Linked DNA regions of Sus scrofa: region 1 is linked to region 2. The links are chromatin contacts, called in public HiChIP or PLAC-seq maps. All regions are on one chromosome and are shown on one strand. Each heading gives the region's core, a stretch centred on a gene start, on an enhancer-like site or on the middle of the called end of the contact. The rest is flanking DNA. Distances are from core to core; before and after follow the strand shown. Region 1 holds the start of KIF3C (kinesin-like protein KIF3C). Region 2 holds the start of HADHB (hydroxyacyl-CoA dehydrogenase/3-ketoacyl-CoA thiolase/enoyl-CoA hydratase (trifunctional protein), beta subunit).

Region 1 (4,688 bases), core at 2,002-4,501, 210 kb after region 2:
GAGGGTGAGGAAGGTGTGGAGTAGACCATTGAGAGTAGGGATGCAGGGGGAGGAGAGGTGAGAGATGCTTCCTGCGTGAACGGGGCCATGAGCAAAATATAGCTCCAGATATGGATAATGATGACAGAGGGTAGTTGAGAGGGAAGGACCTGGCTGGGGTGTGTGGTTACATTTTGAACCCGTTCAGCTGGGACCATCCAAACTGCGGGTCTGTAATATCATTGGGTGGAAGGAGCAGAAGCCCGGTTGAGCTAACTCAAGTGGGGATCTAGAAACTCAGAAGCAGACGCCCTGGAGCGCACGTGGTTTTTGTTCTGCTCTTCTCACATCTGCCGACTAGGTTCTTCTGCTTCCTCGGAGGGAGGGCCCACCTAGCAGAAGCTGGAGAGCCCTGGGAACCCCGCAGGGAGGCAAGGCCACTTCAGAGCAGCCTGATGGAGGCATCCTTGGAAAGTCTGTCACAGCTGTCTAGCAGTGACCTGCTGGGTGATGAACAGGTAGGTCCTGGTGGGGACAAGGTATAAAGTCTGTGTTCAAGGAAAGCCACAGAAAAGAGGGCCTGGTTTTCGTCTGGGCAAGGGAAGCAGCAAGACCACGATCTAAGATGGGAGGATGCTGATGTGGACGAGGGTGCGGAAAGGCCTTGTAACCAGTGACATTCTCTGCAGGACCCTCTTTCTCAGCCCCCCTCCAACTGCCCTACGCCTCCATTCCTTCACTTCAAACTCCTTAAAAGCTGCCCACGCTCCCTGGCTCACCGTCTCCGCACTCCTCCACCCTCAGCAGCAGGCCTGCCCAGCTGGCCCCCCTTAGAAGCACGCTGCAAGGTCTCCAAGGACTTTCTGGTCACCATATCTAGGCAACAGATACTCCCAGCTCTAATCTTGTTTCGGTCATTCATTGTTCATTCATTCAAAGAATATTTGTTAAGCACCAACTTTTTGTCTGGGGCCGAGGATATGATATTGAACAAGATCCACTAGGCAGAACTTCCCTACAGAGACACTGTCTATTTATTCCTCTTAAGATGCCACACACTCATGTGCACACGTACTTGCTCTTTCTGTTCACATCTTCCCCAAAGCCTCTGACTAGGGACTCAGCTGCCAGGCATGCGATCTACATGCAACACAGACAAATGGGAAGGAAGTTAGGTCAGTAGCCTAAGGAAGCTGGGGAGGAAGGGGGCCAGACAGCCTGGAGGGGCACCCCAGGATGTACACATCAGTCACCTGGCCATTTGCTAGTGGCCTGGGGAGTGTGTAACTCGGAATGGCAGGCACCCAGCAGAGAAGGGCACGCTGCCAGAATCTCAGGTTCTGGCGACTTCAGGCAGTTCTCGAGGCAAGGCCCTTCCCAGAGGGCCAGGGAGGGACCAGGGGACCGGTTGCAGCCTTTGGGGAGGCCAGCAGCCTGGGCACAAGACCGCTACATCATACTCCTTCGCTGAATCCTGGCCTTCCTCCTGGAGCATGAAGCTCCCAGAACTGTCCCGTGAAGCAGGGAGTCTCTGAGCCAGACCCTGAGTTCTGGGCCAGATGCCGGCATCCTATAAATCCAAGGAGCCAGCCCGTCAGGGCTCCAGCTGGCTGACCACCCAAGGGCCCAGGTGATGGAAGGGCTCAGAATTTTCCTTTCTTTCTCTTCCTAGGGAATTATATAAAGTAAATGAACAATATAGAAGAAAAGGAGGAAGAAGATGGGGGAAAGAGAAGAGGAGTAGAAGGAGGAGGTGGAGAAGAAAGCATTGTTTTTTAAAAGCCCAGCCCTGAACGTAAAACCTTTGAATAACTTCCCATTGCTCGTTGGATAATCACTCCCCCCTTCACACCTCTCCCCGTCTCTCCCCACCCCTTCCAGTTATAGGAGGTTTCTGGGGCCTGCTAGGATGTGTTCACACAGCCCTGTGGGAAATTGCCCCATGGGGTTGCAGCAACTGAATCAGGGGGAGGGGGTGGGGGGTACCATAATGGGCTCTTCGTAAGGAGCATAGAGCACTGCACGAAGCGGGGTTTGGTCCCCGGTCTGTGACTCTAGGACCATGGGAAAATGACCGTCTAAGCCTCCTGTTCTTGGCCTGGGCAGTGAATGGGGAGAATGCGCCCTGTCCTGCCTGCCTTACTGGGAGGCTCAGGTGAGATAAAGAGCCTAGAAACCTTTGTGAATTATCCAGTGCTGAACAAGTAAGGGATTGCTCCTACTACTGAGTAAACTACCTTGAGAAGTGTCAGAAGCCCGCCTCCTTCATCTCTCAGTGCTTTTCTTTCTAATAATCCTTTATGTCATTATAACACTTGATGCCTTTCAAAGCACTTTTACATGTATATTGTTATTTGTGGTGCCACATCTCGGTGCAGTGGCCAGGCAGGGCTACCCCTTGCTGGGCATATAAGGACACAGGCTCCGAAGGGTGAAGTCACCAGAAGGCCCAGTATCACGGGGCGCGTGGTGGCAGAGCCAGGCCTGAGCTCAGGTTTCCTGACTGCAGCCTGGGGCCTGCTCCCAGCTGCTGGAGCCGCTCTGCCCCCAGCATGTACCAGCTGTTGTTCTTTTAGATTCTAAACCTCTCAGAGGGTACAGGCAGGGTCTTCTTAGGGGATTAACTTCCTCATGGGAGTTAGCATGGGCTCTGGGTGGCGCTATTTCAGGGTACACTTGAGCTTTTGACAGCGAGAGAAGCTTGGGTTTGGAAAATCTACGCACCCAGGCCCACAGGAGGTTGCCCAGGTTCCTTTGTCCCTCCTCTGTGACAGTGGTCAGCCAAGAGTCAGGCCAGAGCTGGGCCTCCAGGGCTGAGTCTGGCTACAAAGTGTGCCAGTGCCTTGCGCTGCTCAGATGACATGGGATGGCTCCCTCCACGCCATCCAGCCGCTGGGGCAGCGCAAGCACAGAAACACAGGCCTGCTCCCTGACCTGGAGCTGCTCACAGCTGCAGGGACAGCAGCCCATGGGAAAAGAACAGCGCAGCGGATGGGCGGGGCGAGCACCCTCTCAAGGAGGGGGCGGGGGCGCAGGCCGGGGGTGGGGGTGGGGGGCGCCCAGTTAAGAGACGAAATGAACTCCGAAAGTCCAGATCTCTGGGGGCTGGGAGGCTCTGAGGAAGCCTCCAGGCTGAGGACACCCGCCTCCCCCTCCTCTAAGTCGGTCTCCGGTCAGACTTGCAGTTAGTGAATCACACCAGGAAACCGCCTCTGCAACATTCCAGGATGCACAAGCCAGGCCCTGGGTCTGACTGCTGATTGGTGGTGGTGGAGTCAGGGGAAAGGGCACCAGACCGGCTGTCTGGAGATGTGGGCCGCTGCGCCCCACTCCACACACGAGCCAGACAAGGCCGAGAGATTGGGGCGCGTTTGCTGTCAAGGTCAAAGCCTCGGTGGCCCGAGTTTGGCTTCAACTCAGGTCTCCTGAATTTCTGCTGTAGGAACCTCCACTCTCGTCCATCCATAATGATGACAAGCATTCCAGAGAGAAGGCCCGGGGCGGCAGAGACGATCTGGAGTTGAAGAGAGAGCAAGGCGGCAGTGAGAGCACGCCAGGTCAGCAATACCTCGGTCCCACCACGACCTCCACTTCCCTTCCCTGAGTCCCAGAGGGGCTGAATGAGGCTGAGAAGAGTGATGGGAATTGTTCCCATGACATTTATAATAGTTAAAAAAAAACCCCAAAAAACAAAAAACAGAGACAGCCTAACTGTGCAATAGGGGGTGTGATAGAAAATAAATCATAGGAGTTCCCGTCGTGGTGCAGTGGTTAACGAATCCGACTAGGAACCATGAGGTTGCGGGTTCGGTCCCTGCCCTTGCTCGGTGGGTTAAGGATCCAGCTTTGCTGTGAGCTGTGGTGTAGGTTGCAGACGCGGCTCGGATCCCGCGTTGCTGTGGCTCTGGCATAGGCCGGAGGCTACAGCTCCGATTCGACCCCTAGCCTGGGAACCTCCATATGCCGCTGGAGCGGCCCAAGAAATGGCAAAAAGACCAAAAAAATTAAAAATTAAAAAAATATAAATAAATAAATCATAAATGTAAGTACCTGTTCACAACAATATAGCTTCTAGAAAGTAATATAGAGTGTCTTTATGACCTTGGGGTAGAAGAAAGATTTTTAAGCAAAACATAACAAGTGCTAGTCACAGAAAAAGACGGATAAATGTGTCTATAGGACCATTAAGGAATTGGGTTATGAAAAGGTACCACGAGCAGAATGAAATGTCAAACCACAGTGAAAATGCTTGCATCGCATATAAGCAGCAAAAGGCTCAAAGCCAAAATACAAAAGAACTAAAAAAAAAAAACTCTTAAAAAGCAGCAAGGAAAAGACAGGCAATGCAGTAGAAAAGTGACCAAGAGACTTGAAGGGGCAATTCACAAAAGAAGACGCAGAAAGGTCGTGTCCTAACGTAAAAGTTGCTCAATTGTATTTGTTGTCAGGAAAGTCCAAGTTAAAACCTCGGTGAGGAGTTCGCTTGTTGCACAACAGGTTAAGGATCCGGTGTTGTTACTCCAGCGGCTTGGGTCAAGGGTTCGATCCCCGGCCTGGGAACTTCTACATGCCACGGATGTCGCAAAAACAAAAGCAAAAAATCTTATAATGAGATACCAAATATCTAAAAGTAAGAATGCCAATATTAAGTGTTTGTTCTGACCTGAGCTGGTCCTGGAACTGTCATACACTGCTGGCAGTGCATCTTG
Region 2 (4,516 bases), core at 1,025-3,524:
ACACAGCAAATGTTAATAGCAGTTAGCTCTGGGTGGTGGAGTTATTGGTGTATTTATTTTCTTTAGATTTATCTGAAGTTTTTGAAAAAAATTAAATAGAATATATATTCCCTCAATAATTAATAAAAAGTAGAGCGAGGTTTCAAAAGAAAGAACTAAGCAAAATAGCCTGCGGGAGAGTTGACTTAGTTACTGCCATTTGCTTTAAGCTTTAGGAAATATATTTTGACTCAAGTATTTGGAGAGCATGCCAGGCTTGAGTAGGTTGTGAAACTATGGAAAGATCCATGAGGTAAACAAGTAATGAAAGCAAGATGGACTGGCTCTAACAGCTCATTAAGACACAATCTACCATGTCCTTAAGAGCACACACACTAAAGGCAGACCATCTAATCCAAATCCTGGCTCTACCCTAGTTGTTATGACCTTAAACAAGTAACTCAACTTGCAAAAAGGATTCTTGATGACCTCCAAAGGCCATTTTCTTTCTCGGTTTTAAGAGTAAAATGTAGATAATTCATCGGTAAGATACACCTATAAACTGTAGATAATTAAAGTGCCTACAACTCATAGGGTTGTCATGAAGAATAACTAAATCAATAAATACATAAAGCACTCGGTACAGTGCCTGATGCACAGTACGGGTTATACACGCGTTTGCTATTAACATTAGTGGGCGATGGTATAAACACACTGAGTTCCTCTTTCTGTAAACCACAGTGAGAAGGAGCTGTTTCTGCCCTTGATGGAGCTTAGGCTCTTGTTGAGAATACAGGGAACCAAAATTCAAGAGCCAAAAGAGTGATCTAAATCAGGCGCTGGCAAACTACAACCCCAGGGCCTCTAGCTAATAACCGTTTCTACAATTTTAAAGAGTTGGCGAGCAAAACAAATGAAAGAATATATGACAGAGATGGATGTGGATTGTAAAGCCTAAACTATTTACTCTCTGGCCCTTTACAGAAAAAAGTTTGCCACTGCTGATCTAAACAATAAATGCTACACTAAATTAGAGGCCGCAAGAGCATTATGAGGGAGGAGGCAGCTTTGAACTGTAAAAGCCTTATGAGTTGGAGGGCTTTGGGAGGTCATCAAGAATTCCTTTTACTAATTAAGAGATCACTGGTCATCCAGTTTCTGCTTAACATGATCACAGTGATGGAGGACTCACTATATGACTTGAGCTTTAAACAGAAACCTTTTCTTCTTTCTTTCCATACTCCTCATTTCAGTCTCAACTTCCTTGCCATTTCCCCCGGCCTCTTCTCTGCCTCTTGAACAGTCAATCTGGTGAGCGGTGAGACTCAAATTTATGTCTCATTCTTGGCTTTGCCAGCTACCAGAAAGTTGACATAATCTCTGAGCCCCTAAACTCCACTTACAAAATGCAAACTACAATTTTGGGATATGAAGATTCAATGAGATGGCAGCGAAAGGGCCTACGAGGTCCCCTTTTTTGGAATCAATCGCCGGATTCCAGGACTCCAGACTATTTTTCCAGCACAAAAACAGCAATCATGCACTGCAGAGTTCTTGACTAGAAGTTAGTAAATGTAGGCTCTAGTCCTATTTCTACCAACTGTAGCCACTCTGATTCATGGGCTTCACCGATAGAGTGAAGGGGATAAATGACTAGATGATCTTCAGGTCCCTTCTGGATGAGAAAATAATCTTGAGCACTGGATCTCAGAGCAGGGCACGGCAATGTCTCAGCTCCTCCCAACTTGAGTCCCCAAAAGCCATGAGACAGAGTCCCACTCCCAGCAGCATAAAAGAGGTATCCTCTGGCTCCAGCCGAATCTCTGTAGTCGACCTGACTACAGGCAAAGCGCATGAAACAACAGTGGAACACGGGCCAGCGTTTTAAACTAACACGCACACAAATCAACAGTTTGTTAACTTGTGATGACAAATTAAACGAGCCAGGGGACACCGCTGCTCAGAGCTACGACAACGCGAAGCCAAATTACTGACGAAACTGCACCGGTACGGGAGACTCCACTGAGACGCTTCCTTCCGTCCCCTCGAACTCCACTCCCCCATGGAGGAGGCGGCCGCGGGCCCTGGGGTAGAAGGTGGGAAAGGAAGCGCGGACGGAGCCGGGGGGCAAGGCCAGGCGGAGAGCCGAGCGCACGCTCCTTCTCACCTTAGTTCGCGTCGCTCAGGCACCTGCTTCGGGAAAGCTTCGGACTCAAGTGACAGGACCCGTCGGGGACCAAAAGACAGGTCCTGCCTAGGAAGGACCCCTCACCCGGCCCGCTGGCTCCGCGAGCCACGCCGGCCTCCCGGGCTGCCCTCCGGCTGCCTGACTGAAAAAAATGTAACTCTGCCCCCTCCTCCCAGGGTCTTCTTCCTTCCGGCGGAGAAAGTGTCCTTTTCGTCCCGTTAGCCGGAAGCCAAGGGCAAGGTTAAGGGGCCAGCGGCAATTCGTCACCGGGGTTTCAGTCAGGCAGTACGTCGGACGCCTGGCCAGGGGCAGCCGGCGGGAAGAAAAGTCCTCTGGCTGCCACCAGCTCCAGCAACTTTCCAGTTTCGTCCTCTCCTGCTCAAGATGGTCGCCTCCCGGGCAATAGGCAGCCTCCGTCGCTTCACTGCCTCCCAGACGCTCCGCTGCCCAGGTGAGGCCTGCTTGAGGGCAACCTACGGTCCTGGCCAGAGACCTGGACTTTATCGCCGCAGCGCTGCCTGCATCTCCTGGCTCAGGAAGCCAGCGTTGGATGAGGGAGAGGGTTGCTGCTGTGGGACCCAGTGTCTTGTTGTTTACTGGCGCAGGGACTGATATTTTCTCTCAAGTCCTGCGGCGATTTCAGACTCCGTAACCGCTGACGTTTCTGAGTTCCATCCACTGGGTCTGGCATCTTCCGCAGGTCTCCCCGTATTTCCCTTCATGATGGCCTTGAACCTGTCCCTACTAGATGGAGAGGTCCAGGACGACTAGGACAGCCTAGTCTGTCACATCTTTGTGGCTCCACAGCACCTTGCCTGTAAAAGGAGGTATCTTAAAACCTTCTTGTATGAAATTAACCAGCCTTTCAAATTACTGCCACTTCCACACCCTTTCCCTCAAAACCTTTTTTTGTACCTATTACCACACTTTAATAGGAAACTCACCTGTTGCAGTTCCATAATCCCAGTAGGAACCCAGTATAATGCGTTGACTTTCTCAGGGGAGGTCCTGCAACTTGCAAGGAGAAAACTTTTTTTTTTTTTTAAACATGAAGATACTTAAGGAACAAAATGTTAGATAATTTTAACAACTATTTCTACCCTAGTTTCTAACAATACCCAGGTAGCTTTCATTAGCTATATTGTCTTTTTCTCTTCAAACTGGCAAGAGAAAGAATTAAAGTGGATGATTGTGGAAAATCAAGCATTTTCCTTCCACCTCAAATCTTTAAGGTGAAATGTGATTTTTTTTATTGCATGTTGTATTTAACTCTGCTTACTTAACTAGTAATTTCATTTATAATATGCCTTCCTCCTTCTGAACCACTAGGGTAGTACTGTATGCTGTTTTAGTGCCTGGAATCTCCCTTTACTGTAAGGGATTGATTAAATGATTGACTCTTTTCTGCTTTCTTATTTCAACCACTGTTTTTAGGCTCCACAGGACTCTGTGTGTGTGTGTGTGTGTGTGTGTGACTCCCACTCATAATATTACAAGAAGGTGAAATGTTAAGAGTGGGGAAAGGGATTAAGGAAAAAGAATCACCCATTCTCTTACTACTCACATACCTACTGTTAGCATTTGGTCATGTTACCTGACAGTTTGATTTGTCTGTTTTCCACATTTTTGATTTAACATTTTAAAAATATCAAATATATATTTTTGAACTTTCCCATCCATTGCTCTTAAGGTAATTCAGTTAAAAGCATTAAATTTGGAGTTTGACTTGTGGGTTTGAATCTGGCTTTGTCTTTTACCCTCTCTGGTGACCTTACCCCTGATGACCTTGGACAATTAATGTATATTTCTGTTTTCTCCTTTGTGAAATGAGGAATAATACCACCTTTTGAGCTTTAAAAGAATTGTTTTAAGTGTAAAACAGCTTTTCTATGAAGTAAGTGCTATTATTAATGTTAATAAGCATTAGCTATTATTAACACTTTTTTGCCCTGAAGAACTGTGATTTATGTATATCTGATAATTTTTAAAGTAATGTTTGTTTTACATGTGTAGTAAAAAGTTACAAGCTTGGTTCTTCTATATTTTTTTTGTGTAGAAGTATATATACATACACATGTGTATATATTTTGCATTGGTCTTTCCCCAATAAAGAAAATATGGCTTATTATAGTTATTGCCTCTTTTAGTAGCAATTTATAGATTTTTGAAAAAAGTCCAGGGAGTTCCAGTTGTGACTCAGTGGACACTAGTATCCATGAGGATTCGGTTTCAATCCCTGGCCTCGTTCAGTGGGTTAAGGATCCAGAAATTCCCAGGCTAGGGGCTGAATCAGAGCTGTAGCTGCCCGCCTGCACCACAGCCACAGAAATGCCATATCTGAGCCGTGTC

Evidence for each region. HiChIP or PLAC-seq counts read pairs in DNA pulled down with a chosen protein or histone mark.
Region 1: a contact with region 2 is called in an H3K27ac HiChIP or PLAC-seq map of alveolar macrophages. The contact joins the promoter of KIF3C here to the promoter of HADHB in region 2. A contact is called at or near these places in 2 of 2 datasets of contacts at active chromatin or transcription factors (alveolar macrophages and skeletal muscle).

Annotation. Positions count from the first base shown.
Region 1 is chr3:112,960,173-112,964,860 of Sscrofa11.1, forward strand. It overlaps KIF3C (kinesin-like protein KIF3C), which reads left to right and starts at 3,252. Exons shown (of 11, transcript XM_021087735.1): 1 at 3,252-3,536. It overlaps LOC106509872 (a long non-coding RNA gene), which reads left to right. Exons shown (of 4, transcript XR_001307824.2): 3 at 341-497; 4 at 1,652-2,590.
Region 2 is chr3:112,750,847-112,755,362 of Sscrofa11.1, forward strand. It overlaps HADHB (hydroxyacyl-CoA dehydrogenase/3-ketoacyl-CoA thiolase/enoyl-CoA hydratase (trifunctional protein), beta subunit), which reads right to left and starts at 2,275. Exons shown (of 16, transcript NM_001348972.1): 1 at 2,147-2,275. HADHA (hydroxyacyl-CoA dehydrogenase/3-ketoacyl-CoA thiolase/enoyl-CoA hydratase (trifunctional protein), alpha subunit) reads left to right here and starts at 2,497. Exons shown (of 20, transcript NM_213962.2): 1 at 2,497-2,618. The coding sequence starts at 2,552.